Regions from separate parts of the Gossypium arboreum genome. Here region 1 is linked to region 2. A link is a contact called in public Hi-C data. All regions are on one chromosome and are shown on one strand. Each heading gives the region's core, a stretch centred on a gene start, on an enhancer-like site or on the middle of the called end of the contact. The rest is flanking DNA. Distances are from core to core; before and after follow the strand shown. Region 1 holds the start of LOC108470902. Region 2 has its middle 30 kb from the start of LOC108471306.

Region 1 (6,533 bases), core at 1,480-3,979, 110 kb after region 2:
CTTCTCTTTCTCGACTTTTATGAACAAAGGCACACAAAAGCAGCCTAAGAGAAAGAAAATCTCTATTCCTCCTAGAAGCCGCCAACATATATTGAAAGAGTGAGGAAATGACAAGTTTACCTCACAAGATGAAGAATCAAATTCAGATGGCAGGGAAGGCAAATCTTTAAAACTCATAGCAAATATTGATGTTTCAACCTGCATGATAAAACAAATAAGACTGAAAAACCAAATAATAAAATTAAATTTCTATGTCGTAGATCAGAATATAAGCATCATACCTCCTCAGGACTTCCTCCTCCATGATCCCCGTTTAAGGTTTGTCCATGATCACCCATTACAAGAAGTAAACTATTCTCATGTAACTTGCCAGGTCCAGACTGGTTCTGGAGCTCTTTAATTACTTTCTGAATTCAGGCAGAGACATAAAAGCTAAATGTTCTCTTAGGAAGCAACAGAAGGATAAAAATAGAAGTAAATGCAACATGAGTTCTACAAGATATTTTCCATGTCAAGCATCCAGAAGACTAAATAGCAAAAATAAGTTCTCTATAGAAAATTTTGCGAAACAGGTAGGTTTGGTTGGGGCTGTTTATTTCTTAAAAAGTCAGTGAAAAAAGTAAAAATTCATTATAGAAGAGAAAAATGATGGAGAATCCATGGAAGCAGAACAGTAAAGATGCTAAACCATTTGAAAGAAACAACTGTATTGCTTCAAGAAATTACCTCTAAAACTGCATTGTACTGCTCCAGTTTTTCGATCATTGGAGTGGAATCAACACCATGGATATGGCCTGCATGATCCTGACCAAACAGAAGTCCATAAGACGGTGGAGATCATTGCCATTTTGATCATTGGGGGGAGTGTGTAACCGTATGCAAAATCTTAGAAACCTCGTGTAATTTTAGAAACATAAGAATCATCCACAATAGCTTTAAATCAGTTAACCGAACTTTGCAGCACGCGGTGAGAACATATCAATTGATACATTTACACTAAACAAGGTAAAGGTAATAAGTTTAGATAGTTTTTTTTCTTCAGGGCATGTTCCACTTTTAAGGTAAAATTAGATTTCAATAAAAGTAGCATAACACCTAGGTGAAGAGGCAATAAGGAAGAGGAAAACAATTCCACCAAAGAATTAGTAATAATTAGCATAAGATCTAATAAAGAAGCCCCTAGATATTCATATTCAGCTTCAGGCTCCAAAAGAAAATAACCCTGAATAGTTAACTAACCGAATATTTATCTAAACTTTCTCAACTTGAAATAAACCATGTTAATCATACCACACCAAGAAAGTGCGCAATAAGGACATCCCAGTCTTGTTGATATAATGATGGAAGTAGGTGTTCAATGCATCCATTATCTACCTGAATAAAACAACATTGACATCATTTATCGCAACCATTTAAATACAGAGTCACTTTTGACGAATTGCAGTTAAAAACATGGCATACCGTGTTGAGATCCTTAACATTAAAAGAAGGATATGGATAGGATTTGTTAAAATGATTAGGAAACAACTGTGTCCATGTATCGTCTCCCATCATCACCACTCTCTTCCCATTTTGAATCAACTGAAAATAAATAAATAAGTAAAACAAATTAGAATGAAAAACACCAATAAACATTAAGCTTTTCATTTGGTAACCACTTTGCTACTTAGATTTTACATCCTAAACGGGAAAAAAGTAGAAAATAATAGAATAATCAGTTTTTTTTTTTATTTTAAAGAACTAAAATGTCATACTACTCCAGCATAATCGTTCCATGTAAAAGGAAAGGCATACATTCTCCTTTCTTAGAGGGAAAAAAAAAAAAAAAAGAACTTTCAATTCTAAAAAGAAATTAATATTGGAGTTTCTACTCAAATCCACTTCAAATTTTCACTTCCATAAACAGAAAGAGCAATGATCAGATAAACCTGATTAATGAAATTGTCTTCAACAATGGCAGGAGCACCAAAGCTATTCCCAACATCGATAAAAGTAGGGAGCGCCCCTGTTGTCAATCCCTGATAAAATCAACAAAACAAAACCGTGAAATGCTATTTTCATGAACTAAAAACTTTGAAACTTGTAAAACGAAAAGAAAAGAAACCTTCAGACGTTGCAAGCTGGTAGTAGGTGGGTCAGCAATAGCTTTAAAAATCTTAGCTGAAGAAGGATTCTCTGAAGCCATCCTCTGTAACACTTCGAGCTTATCCATCCAAGGTTGTTTTTCCTCAAAAAAGGAGCTTGGAGCAACGAAATCAAATCGCAGCGCATCGAGAACAATGATGATGAGACGGTCAACGGCAGGCTTGGTCCAACAAGAAGAAGAAGAAGGGGACGAATGGCAAGGAGATTGAGAAAGATCAGAGCAGTGGCTGGAATGGGGAAGTTCAGTTCGGGTTAAGAGAAAGCCTTTGGTGAAGATCAAAATGGAAATGATGTGAAGGAACATAATCAGGACCGTCCATTTTCCGAATCTCCACCATCCCCCCATTGTTACTTTCCCTTTTGACGCGGTTGGTTTCGGAATTTAAAAGTAAATTAGCGGAATGGAAAACAGTGATTGTGAGGGACACTGTAAAGTGGAAGAGAAAGGTGACGGCCGTAGCGGGTGGTAGCAGTGGCTAGGAAAGGGCAAAATGGCCAAATTAGTTATATTCGTTGATGACAATTAGCAGCGAAAAGGGCAAACGTCCATTAAAGACGTTTAGGTTAACTAGATTCCGCGACACAAATTTTTGGAAAAGTGATCTTTAAAATTAAATGTGTTAAAACTTTGGGATAATACCATATTTGGCCCCTATATTTATTGAATCTTCTAGTCTAATCCTTTACTTTTAAGATATCTATTTTGGTATCTACAGTTTTACTTTGTCTATTGAGTAGTTCGCACTTTAAATCTCCAAACTTAGCTCTTATTTTCATTTAAATCATAAACCTTTAATTTAATCAAATTACACCATTTAACTTTTATTATTAATAAATTGATTCACTTGTACTAACATTATCAAAATTATTTAACGGAAAAGCTGAATTAACATATATATATATATATATATATATACATATTTACATGTCATCTTATTGATTTTCTTGGCAAATATCTTACTGGCATTTTAAATAATAAAGTAGAATTTTTTAGGGTTTTTCTCAATTTTTGGATTTGGGTAAACTGAGAAGAAAAATTAATCTTTCTATTTCCCAATTGATGCAAGATTGATAGATTAGCCGGTTGATTTCTTTTTTTTTTTTTTTACAAAAATGGATTCTATGCTAGGTATATTGCTTGAGCCATTGGAACTCCCATTGCTTCGTCCTACTACCCTTACAGCTCGACTGGTTTGCTTATGGAAGGCATCTTCGACTCTTTGTCAACTTGAATTTTAGTTTATATGGCTTTAGTAGGTCTAATTGCTACTGATTTCCCTTTTTTTGTAATAAATTGTTGTTGATTTTCTAAGTAAGAGGATGAGTTGCAATTTCATATTTCAACCAATATCCTAGTTCATGCTTTTCCAATAAGCTAGTTTGATGACTTCCTTTAATCTAGGCCTAGTTTTTATATTAGATTATACTATTCATCACGTCAGTTTCTGAAAAATTATAGTTCTTTTTAAAAATTTTCAAGAAAAGGAGATGATGTTAATGTAACCTAGATGGATATTATATTGACAAGCCTTCACTTTTTCACTTATTGTAAAAGATCCAAGTCCAGATTTACAAATATTGAAATTAACACCCAAGGTGAGGGAAACTAGTGGTTCAATGATAGCAAATGTGCAATTCAAAGTGTGAAAATAAAAATAATAAAATAAATAAAATAAAGATTACACAAATTTTACGTGAAAATCCTTTTGGGAAAAAATCACGGGTAGAGGAGAAGAAAATTTACTATGTCGAAAATTTGAATCAATACAAGAGGAATAGACTATTTCTATTTATAGCTTTGTAAAGCCATATTATAGTAGGATTGAAACACCTTATCCTAATCAATATAAAATAGATGGAGTTTAATAAGATTTAAAAACCTTATTCTAAAATAAAATAAAAGAAGTCTAGTTCTATATGGATTTTACTTTTATTTTATTTTTCATTGTATTTTATTTAAATAAGAATTCGGGTCACTTAATTCTAACAATCTCCACCTTGACACAAATTCTCAATGAACAAGTTCTTCATCGCGAACTTTTAATGAACAAGTTCTCCACCTCTTCCATAAAACCCCTTAAGGGTTTAACTTCAACAATAAACACCAACCAATTCTAAGCAATGCTCAAACTTGGTTATAGGAAGTGACTTATTCATCATATCTGCAGGATTTTCATGAGTACTAATTTTGCTCACAACAATATCACCACCAGCAATAATATCACAAAAAAATGATACTAAACATCAATATGTTTTGTTCTCTCATGAAACATTTGATCTTTTGTAAGAAAGATGGCACTCTGACTGTCACAAAAAACTATACTGATTTGAAGGTCTTCATTGAGTTCATTAAATAGTCCCTTCAACCAAATAGCTTCTTTACAAGCCTCAGTAATCGCCATGTACTCAACTTCAGTGGTAGACAAAGTGACTGTAGTTTGCAAAGTGGCTTTCCAACTAACTGCACATCCTCCAATTGTAAAGACGTAACCTATGAGAGATCTTCTTCTATCAAGGTCTCCAACAAAATCAGCATCAACATACCCTATGACTCCATCTTTAGTTCTTCCAAACTGTAAGTAAACATCAGTAGTGCCTCGTAAGTATCTTAAAATCCACTAAACTGCTTTCCAATGTTCTTTACCGGGATTTGCCATCTATCTGCTTACTACACTGTCTGCATATGATAAATCTGGACGTGAACAAACCATAGTATACATGAGAGATCCCACTGCATTAGAGTATGGAACATGTGACATGTACTCAATCTCATCATTTGATTGTGGAGACAAAGTCGATGAAAGTCTGAAATGGGCTGCTAAAGGAGTACTAACAGGCTTAGCACTCTACATATTGAACCTGCAAAGTACTTTCTCAATGTACCCCTTCTGACTTAGGTACAATTTACTTGCTTTTCTATCTCTGAGAATCTCCATACCAAATATCTTCTTTGCTGGTCCTAAATCTTTCATCTCAAATTCTTCACTTAGTTAGGCTTTGACCTTTCTTATCTCTCCTTTATCTTTTGCTGCTATCAACATGTCATCAACATAAAGAAGTAGATACACAAAAGAACCATCACTGTTTTTCTTAAAGTAAACACAACTATCAAAACTACTTCTTTTGAAATCATGAGAAGTCATAAAAGAATCAAACCTCTTGTACCATTGCTTTGGTGACTGTTTCAAACCGTAAAGGGACTTTTTCAGCAAGCAAACATAGTCTTCTTTTTCTGAGACTGTAAAACCCTCTGGTTGTTACATGTAAATATCCTCCTCAAGTTCTCCATACAAAAATGCAGCTTTTACATCTAACTGCTCAAGCTCCAAATCATGCATGGCCACAATACCAAGCAAAGCTCGAATCGAACTATGCTTAACAACTGGGGAGAACACATCTCTAAAGTCCACTCCTGGAATGTAAATGTAACCCTTTGCAACAAGCCTTGCTTTATATATGGGTTTTTCAACTCCTAGAGTCCCTTCTTTCCTTTTAAACACCCATTTACAACGAACAGCCTTTTTATCTTTAGGAAGTTTTACAAATCCCATGTTCTATTTTTATGGAGTGATTCCATCTCCTCTTGCATAGCAAACATCCACTTTTCTGAGTCTTCACAGCTAACTGCCTCAGAATAATTAGATGACTCTTGATTTGCATCTATATCTTCAGCCACATTTAAGGCATAAGCAACTAGATCAGCCTCGGCATACTTCTTTGGAGGTTTAATTTCTCTTCTAGTTCTGTTTTTGGCTATAGAGTATTGCGGTGAAGAAGAAACTCTATTCTCAATTTTTGTACTGGCTTGAGTAGTCGACTCTGTATTAATCTGATGCTCCACCTGCTTTTGATTTTTTTATTGGAAGAGTATTTAAGAGATAAGTTAGGTAGTATAGCAGTTTCATCAAAAACAACATCTCTGCTAATCACAACTTTTCTATTTTCAGTACACCATAACTTATACCCTTTTACACTAGCTTTATAACTAAGAAAAACACATTTAATGGATCTCGGTTCCAATTTTTCATTATCAACATGAGCATACGCAGGACACCCAAAGATCTTTAAATCAGAATAATTAGCAGGATTACTAGACCATACCTCTTGTGGAGTCTTTTTCTTAATGGCAACGGATGGAGATCGGTTGATCAAAAAATATGCAGTAGAGGCTACTTCTACCCGAAACGATTTCGGTAAGTTGGCATTTGACAACATACATCGAACCTTCTCTATGATCATTACATTCATTCGATTCGCAACACCGCTTTTCTTTGTGGAGTATGATGAATCGTCAAGTGTCTTCGATCCTTCGACTTGCACAATCTATTAAACTCATTAGAACAGAACTCTAAGCCATTGTCTGTGCGGAGGTATTTTATCTGTTTTCC
Region 2 (6,611 bases), core at 606-3,105:
GTTTCGATTTTTCTCGTTTGACCCAAATGTCCTAATATCCTATTAAAATTAAAATGCATGAATTTTGAAAATCAAAAGACAAGCTTATTCTCGAGGGTTTAAAATGTCGTGTCCTAACGTACTGGATGTGACATTTTATTACTTCGGGACAAGAAGGTCTTTAGCATCGGCTTCAATTTATCCAAATATTTTTTTTGTAAAATTAACGTTAATAAAAAAGAGAGGATCGTATTTTAAATGCTTTTCAAGTTTTCAACTTTCGACGTTTAGACATTAATTAATCAATTATGTACCAATTCTGGGCATTATGAGGGTGCTAATCTTTCCTCGTACGTAGCCGACTCCCGAACCTATTTTCTCAAATTTCGTAGACTAAAATTGGTGTTTTAGTAAATAAAACATTTTATCAAAACGATCGATCATGAAGTGACCCAATCACACCTCATTAAAAAGGATTGGTGGCGACTCCCATTTTTCGTTTTCTTTTTAAATAAAAGTCGACAATTTAAAAAAAAAGAGTTTCGACATCAACTTTGTCCAATTTTAACAAACGTACTTGAAGTTCAAAAAATAATTCATATACCCACTGCAAATGTCTCTACAAGGTTGATTGTCCCTGAAAGGCATCTTATAGGTATTTCAACCCATGAATCTAACATTAGACCTATGATGCAAAGGACTCTATTTCAAAAAAAAATAAGGGAAATCAAAAACACCTTTTAAGTGGACATTCTAGAAGAGGTCAATGACATTCTAAAAGAGGCCAATAGAAATCAACAACCTCGTACTTCTAGACAAGAAACTTCAGAACTGGCTTTTGATCACTATAGTAAATTAGAGGAATAGCGGCCTTTTTTTAAGCAAAAAATATTAATGGCATAGGAGAAACCAGAAACGCCGCTAGTAAAGGGGCAATTAGGGGTGTTCAATCGTTTAACCGACCGGTTAACCGACCCGAAATAATATTAACCGAATTAACTGACCTTTCAAAATTTTTAACCATTAATCGAACCGAAATTTTTTCAACAAAATTAACCGAACCTAAATTTTTTCGGTTAATTCGGTCGGTTAACCGAATTAACCGAAAATTATATTTTTTTTTATTTTTGGTTAAAATAAGTATAAAATTAACCGAATTAACCGAATTAATCGAATTAATCGAATTAACCGAATTACCCGAATTAACCGAATTAACCGAATTACCCAAATTAACCAAATTAACCGAATTATTTGTATAAAATTATATGTTTTTTTATTTTTATTTATTAAATTATTTGTAATTTTTATGATTGGATTGGGTTGGGTACTTGGGTTAATATATATTAGATTGGGTATTTGGGTTTACGTTGAATTGAGTTTGAATAAATAGTGGGCTATTTATATATTATAAATTTATTTATTAATATTTATGGTTAAACCGAAAATATTTGGTTAACTGACCGGTTTCGAATCGAATTAACCGTTAACCGAAAACTCAAAAAATTATTAATCGACTCCCGACCGAATTAATTCGGTTAACCGACCGATTAACCGAATTTGGTCGGTTAACCGAATTTTTTTAGTTTTACCCGAATTTTGCACAACCCTATGGGCAATTGTAAGAGGGGAGTGTAGGGTATTTTTTGCAAGTATTTTTATACTTCATTGCTGGTGTTGTTGCTGTCAACATCGCTTGTATTTGTCGTTTCTTGTTTCTGTGCTTGGTTAATAATATTCTATTCATATGCTGAGCAAGAAAAAGAAAATAGTATCGAGTCGACTAAAATAGTCGGCACAAGGACAGTATAGGACGTTTTGCAAAAGCGTCCAATGGTTTTACAACTTGAATTCATGCTCGTCAAACACATCAATGCCGATGGTTTGCATAAAAGAAGGCTGATGTGTAAGAAGATTGTGGCTACGTCGAACAGCAAAGATAGGAATATCTTTACCCTCAAAATCAGTCATCCTCATCTTCGACTACAGTGTCACATTGAAGCCCTTTAAAGTCATTGAATTCTCCCATTTCTCCAACATCATCACTGAAATTTAGAAAGCTTCGAGGCCTTACCTATCCCTTCCTGGCAAAGCATAGATCATAAATCGATAATTTCCTTTGTAAGCTTTACTTTCCATTTCCATTACTAGATGACACGCAATTTTTAACGGGACAAGTTTCATATAAGAATGGACTCGGCACTTAGTCATCCTTGGTCCATCAACTTTCGCCTTCATAGAAAGGCAAACCGAAGTGTGTACATTCACCAACTATTGGTGCAGATTCACAAATCTCTTTCATTTTCAACATGTCTTTTGTTTGTATTATATTTTAAAATCTGTGGTATATTTGGAAGCACAGACAATGCTGAAGCTTTTGTGTATATGTATTCGACACAAATACATTTTTAATACGTAAAAATATGTATAAAACTCGGCTGAATGTAATGAAAAAGAAAACTCCATTCAACACAAAACAAATAATAATAGATTTAAAAAAAAATACAAGGTCTTGGCATGGGTATAAATACTAAATTTTCAGGAAAAAGAAAAGGGAAATCACTGACGTTGAAGCAATGGTGGCCCTGGAAGATTATATAGAAGAAACAACCTCACATCCCAAGTAGTACTGAGAAATTAGGTTTTCTGGTTTATTTATAAATGGGGCTTTTTTTAAGAAGTCGATTTCAGGCCCAAATAAGATTATACTACTATTAAGACGAAGTAATGTTAATTGGGCTTAAAGTTATAATTTTTTAATTGATTCTTGAATGAAATGAACATCACCTTTTAAAGATAACTATACAACAAAGTTTAGGGTTCTTAATATTTGGAATTCGAAAAAAACTCTTGTATCAGGCCATATTATTTTAATCAAGAGAATAAAACAAGTAATTTTGAGTTTATGGAAGAAAATTAATAAAATAGGGTATCTTCAAACGAAGAGCTTAAGATACAAATAGTTTAACACTTAGCTAAACCCATGTTCTTTATACCTTAAATTCACATGTTTTAACTCCGATTATAAGGTATTTAATCATTAATTCAACAAAATATTGGTGCAAACGGATGTTGCAATGAATGTTTCAACGCTGCAAGCAACAATATGCTGCCTAATTCTTTTCATATACAATGGGTAATTATGGCTTTATATTGGATTTAGATCGATTTAATTTAGGGTTTAAAAAATTATGGGGTTTTTACTCTCTTTTTTTTCTTATTTAAGAGGATGGTGATTGAGAAAGTTAGAAGATTAGAATTATGTATTAAAGGAATAATGAAATAGCTATCATATCCCAATTTTTAGGAGACTAACTTATCGACCGTGGGAAAGTAGGCATGGAGTCCTTTCAAAAGTTCAATCATTCTCTTCTACTTGACACACTATAATTTCATTTTGTGGGAACATTCAGTAGGAAAGCTTGAGGATTAGTGAGTGAACTCATTAAGTGTGAGACTTGCAATAATTTCTAAATTGATTAAGCTTAAATTATAGTTTGTTGAATTCAATTTTGAATAAGATCTTACAAACGTAAATTTAAAACCAAATGGCCGGTTAATGTTTTGGGGTTTAAATATGGTAAATGTTCTCATATTAGGATTTGAATTTTTTTTTCCTCACATATAGCCTTGCATTTTTTTTTTTGTCCAATTTAGTCTCCAATATTTTCTTGAAAAAATGTTGAACAAAAAAAGTTCAAGTCTTAGTATGAGAATAATTATCAAGTTTAAGGATTACCTTGGATAAATAGAAATTCAGGCCTAATGTAAGAATAGTTGCCTAGTTAAAATCTAATGAGAGAATAATTGCTAACTTTAAAGACCAATTTAAAAGAAAAATAAACCCTAATATTAAAAATCAAAGTCAAACCCAAAAGGGAATATCCAAAAATAAGAATGTTGTTTATAACTTTTAGTATTGTATCTCGTTTTTTTACTTGTTACAACGAAACTGCAATAAAACTTAAAAGAGTTATTTAGAGGTTTTCGAAAATTTGAATAAAAATATGTATGAAAGAGCTGTTTTTTATTCATTATTCTCGAAAATCAAAATGCTCTCACAAATTGATATATACATACATATTTTTCCAGCTAAACTAACTATTTTAAAGACAAAAAGTATTCAAAGATTTGTGCTGAAGGAAGAAGATTAAGAAAATAAACGATGAATTAAGGGCATGCATTTGCAATCTTTGTTGCGTCAAAAAGTTGGTGCAACATTATTCTTGGACTTACTAATTTAACTTTGCTCAATACCTCTATATTCAACTTTATATTTCTTATATATTACATCTCCATCATATTATGTTTTTTTAATTATTTTCTTATGTTCACATTTAATGAAAAATTGAAAACACAATCGTCTTGAAATTAGGGTTTTTGGTTTTCCACAAGTCACATACACGTTAATCTTTCTTTAAATATTAGTGTATTCATATTTCTTACAATTCATTCCATATTCATAGTCATTCCACATGTTTAGAGTCTGAATTTTAAAATATGCATCCAGTTCTTATTCCCAAGTTACAAAAGCTTTTGGATTAAAATGATACAATACATGATTAGTATGTATCCTTTCAATTTGTTTTAAGCAATAATCCTTATATTTGTATTATATTCACATATATGTTATAATTATGTTCATGAAGGGATCCAAAGTGGCAAACAAAGTCCTTCACCCCTTAATGGGCATATCCTAATTTTGGCCAATTTTTTTTTTATCATCTTTTATTCTGCCTCAAACATCAAATTTTAGACTTATCTTTGCTCTTGTTTAAGTATTATAAATTTATAGAATTTTTATACATTGATAATTTGTATCAAATAAATTTTAATATAAATATTTTATCCTATATTTAATTTTTTTATCTTGTTTAGATTAAGCTACACTTATGCATTATCAAAGTTTACAAAGGAATCAAGCTTTAAAAAGTTATTTTGTAAATATTTATAAAACTTCAAATATCATATGAAATTTCGGATTTAAAAATAAATAAATATCAGCCGACTAACGATATTTTTATAGTGTAGATGGTTTAAATGAAAATATAATATTAAATTTATATCAAAGCACAAATATTGTACAAGGACGAAAATTATTATTTTTCCTAATATTATAATATCAATAATCTAACGAAACCCATAAGGTTTCCTTTGTTGACATATGTCCTTTAAAAATAGTTCTGATGGGTTTGGGCTTCATACAATTCTTGTTTATTGCGTTGATAGAGAGTTTGTGAATAAAAGTATTATGAAAACCTTTTATTAAAAGTTGAATTATATTTTATTTTTTAACTTAAAATTAGATAAATTAATTTATATACATTAGATTAAAAAACAAATCAATCCTTGTGTTAAAAATTTAATTCAAATTTGTTGTTAAAATTTGATCCTTGTACATCGGCATGATGAACACGTGGCACGCCACATGTCACTTCATGGTTATTTCATCAAACACTCCAATTTTTAATGGTAAAAATTGATGAAATTTTTAACAAAAATGACTGATTTACTCTTTAATTTAACATATAAAGAATAAACATTGGTTAAATGTGTAACGCCCTGAATTTTGAACTATTGTTGTTAGCACTGTCTATGGCCATGAATCTATTTTAATGGTTAAGTGTTCTATTGTATGGTTGAAGTCAGGGGTTCAAGTCCCACTTTTAAAAAATTTTGTTATTCTTTTGGTTCAACTCTTATCCTTGAACGTTTGAATTAAGTTTATTTCCGCGTTAATCTATGTCAAGAAGGAGCCTGTTGGTTTGATGATTAAGTTTTTGCATACCTTCTAGTCCTATGTTCAAGTATCTGTACATATGTTGAGAAAATATTTTTGCCACTTAGTAAATAAATGTAGTTTTTTTTTTTACAAGTAAATAACTTCTATTGTTTGAAACTTAATTTTTTTCTTATTTTTCCCTTTTCTCTCTACTGTTCTTCTTCTTCTCTTTTTGTTTCTTTTTTTTCCTTTCATCCTTTGATTGCTTCCATAAGTTGCAATTGGGTTTAATTGGGTGTTCTGTGTAGTTTGTTGCTTCGATTATTGATTTATTGCGTAAGTTTTTTCGTTATTCTTCGTCTATTCTCACTAGATTTTGTCTGTTTCGTTGAGGTTAGATATTACTGTCACTCATTGTGAATTTTCGTTAATGGTTCAAGTGGACCTTTTTCTAGGAAAATATTTCGAAAGTAACACCCCTCCACTGAATTAGGTTCAAATTGTTGCTGCTCGCTTGCCAGTAAGCAAAAATTTTCTACTTTAATAGTCTCATCAAAGTTTTCGACATATGTTAGCTTTGGATGTTAGCTTTAATGTTTGGAGTTCGATTTAGTTGTTTAATTAGTCAATTGATCCTCATTTTAGATTCCAGATTCTTCTGCGTTGCTTTTACATCGAAACTTCTCCAGGTGTATAACGAAAATTCGAATATCTGCAATTTATGAATTCTACAAAACATGGCTATTGGCGTCACACATGTACTGTCTTGCGGCAAGTCAGGCGGCAGTCTTGGCGAGCCATCTGGCAGTCGTCTGGCGAGTTATGTGACTCACTGTTTCCAAATCGGAGGCACAAGGGCTAGGGACACAGGCATGTGTCCAGGCTGTGTAAATCACTATTTTGGATTCAAAGT

Evidence for each region. A called contact is a pair of places that touch in the nucleus more often than the background predicts.
Region 1: a Hi-C map of leaf shows a contact between it and region 2, with 2.6 times the contacts expected there. The contact joins the promoter of LOC108470902 here to the enhancer-like site in region 2. A contact is called at or near these places in 2 of 5 Hi-C or Micro-C datasets (both in leaf).

The regions. Positions count from the first base shown.
Region 1 is chr1:106,188,350-106,194,882 of ASM2569848v2, forward strand. LOC108470902 reads right to left here and starts at 2,730. Exons shown (of 18, transcript XM_017772420.2): 1 at 2,105-2,730; 2 at 1,929-2,018; 3 at 1,462-1,581; 4 at 1,291-1,374; 5 at 727-804; 6 at 282-407; 7 at 121-198. The coding sequence starts at 2,491.
Region 2 is chr1:106,081,691-106,088,301 of ASM2569848v2, forward strand. No RefSeq gene overlaps it. Among protein-coding and RNA genes, the nearest start is that of LOC108471306, 30 kb to the left of the region's middle. Within about 2 kb of position 1,856, at least 2 of the 2 cell types and tissues checked have an H3K27ac peak or open chromatin away from gene starts, as enhancers often do. A contact at or near this core is called in leaf, where this site is marked.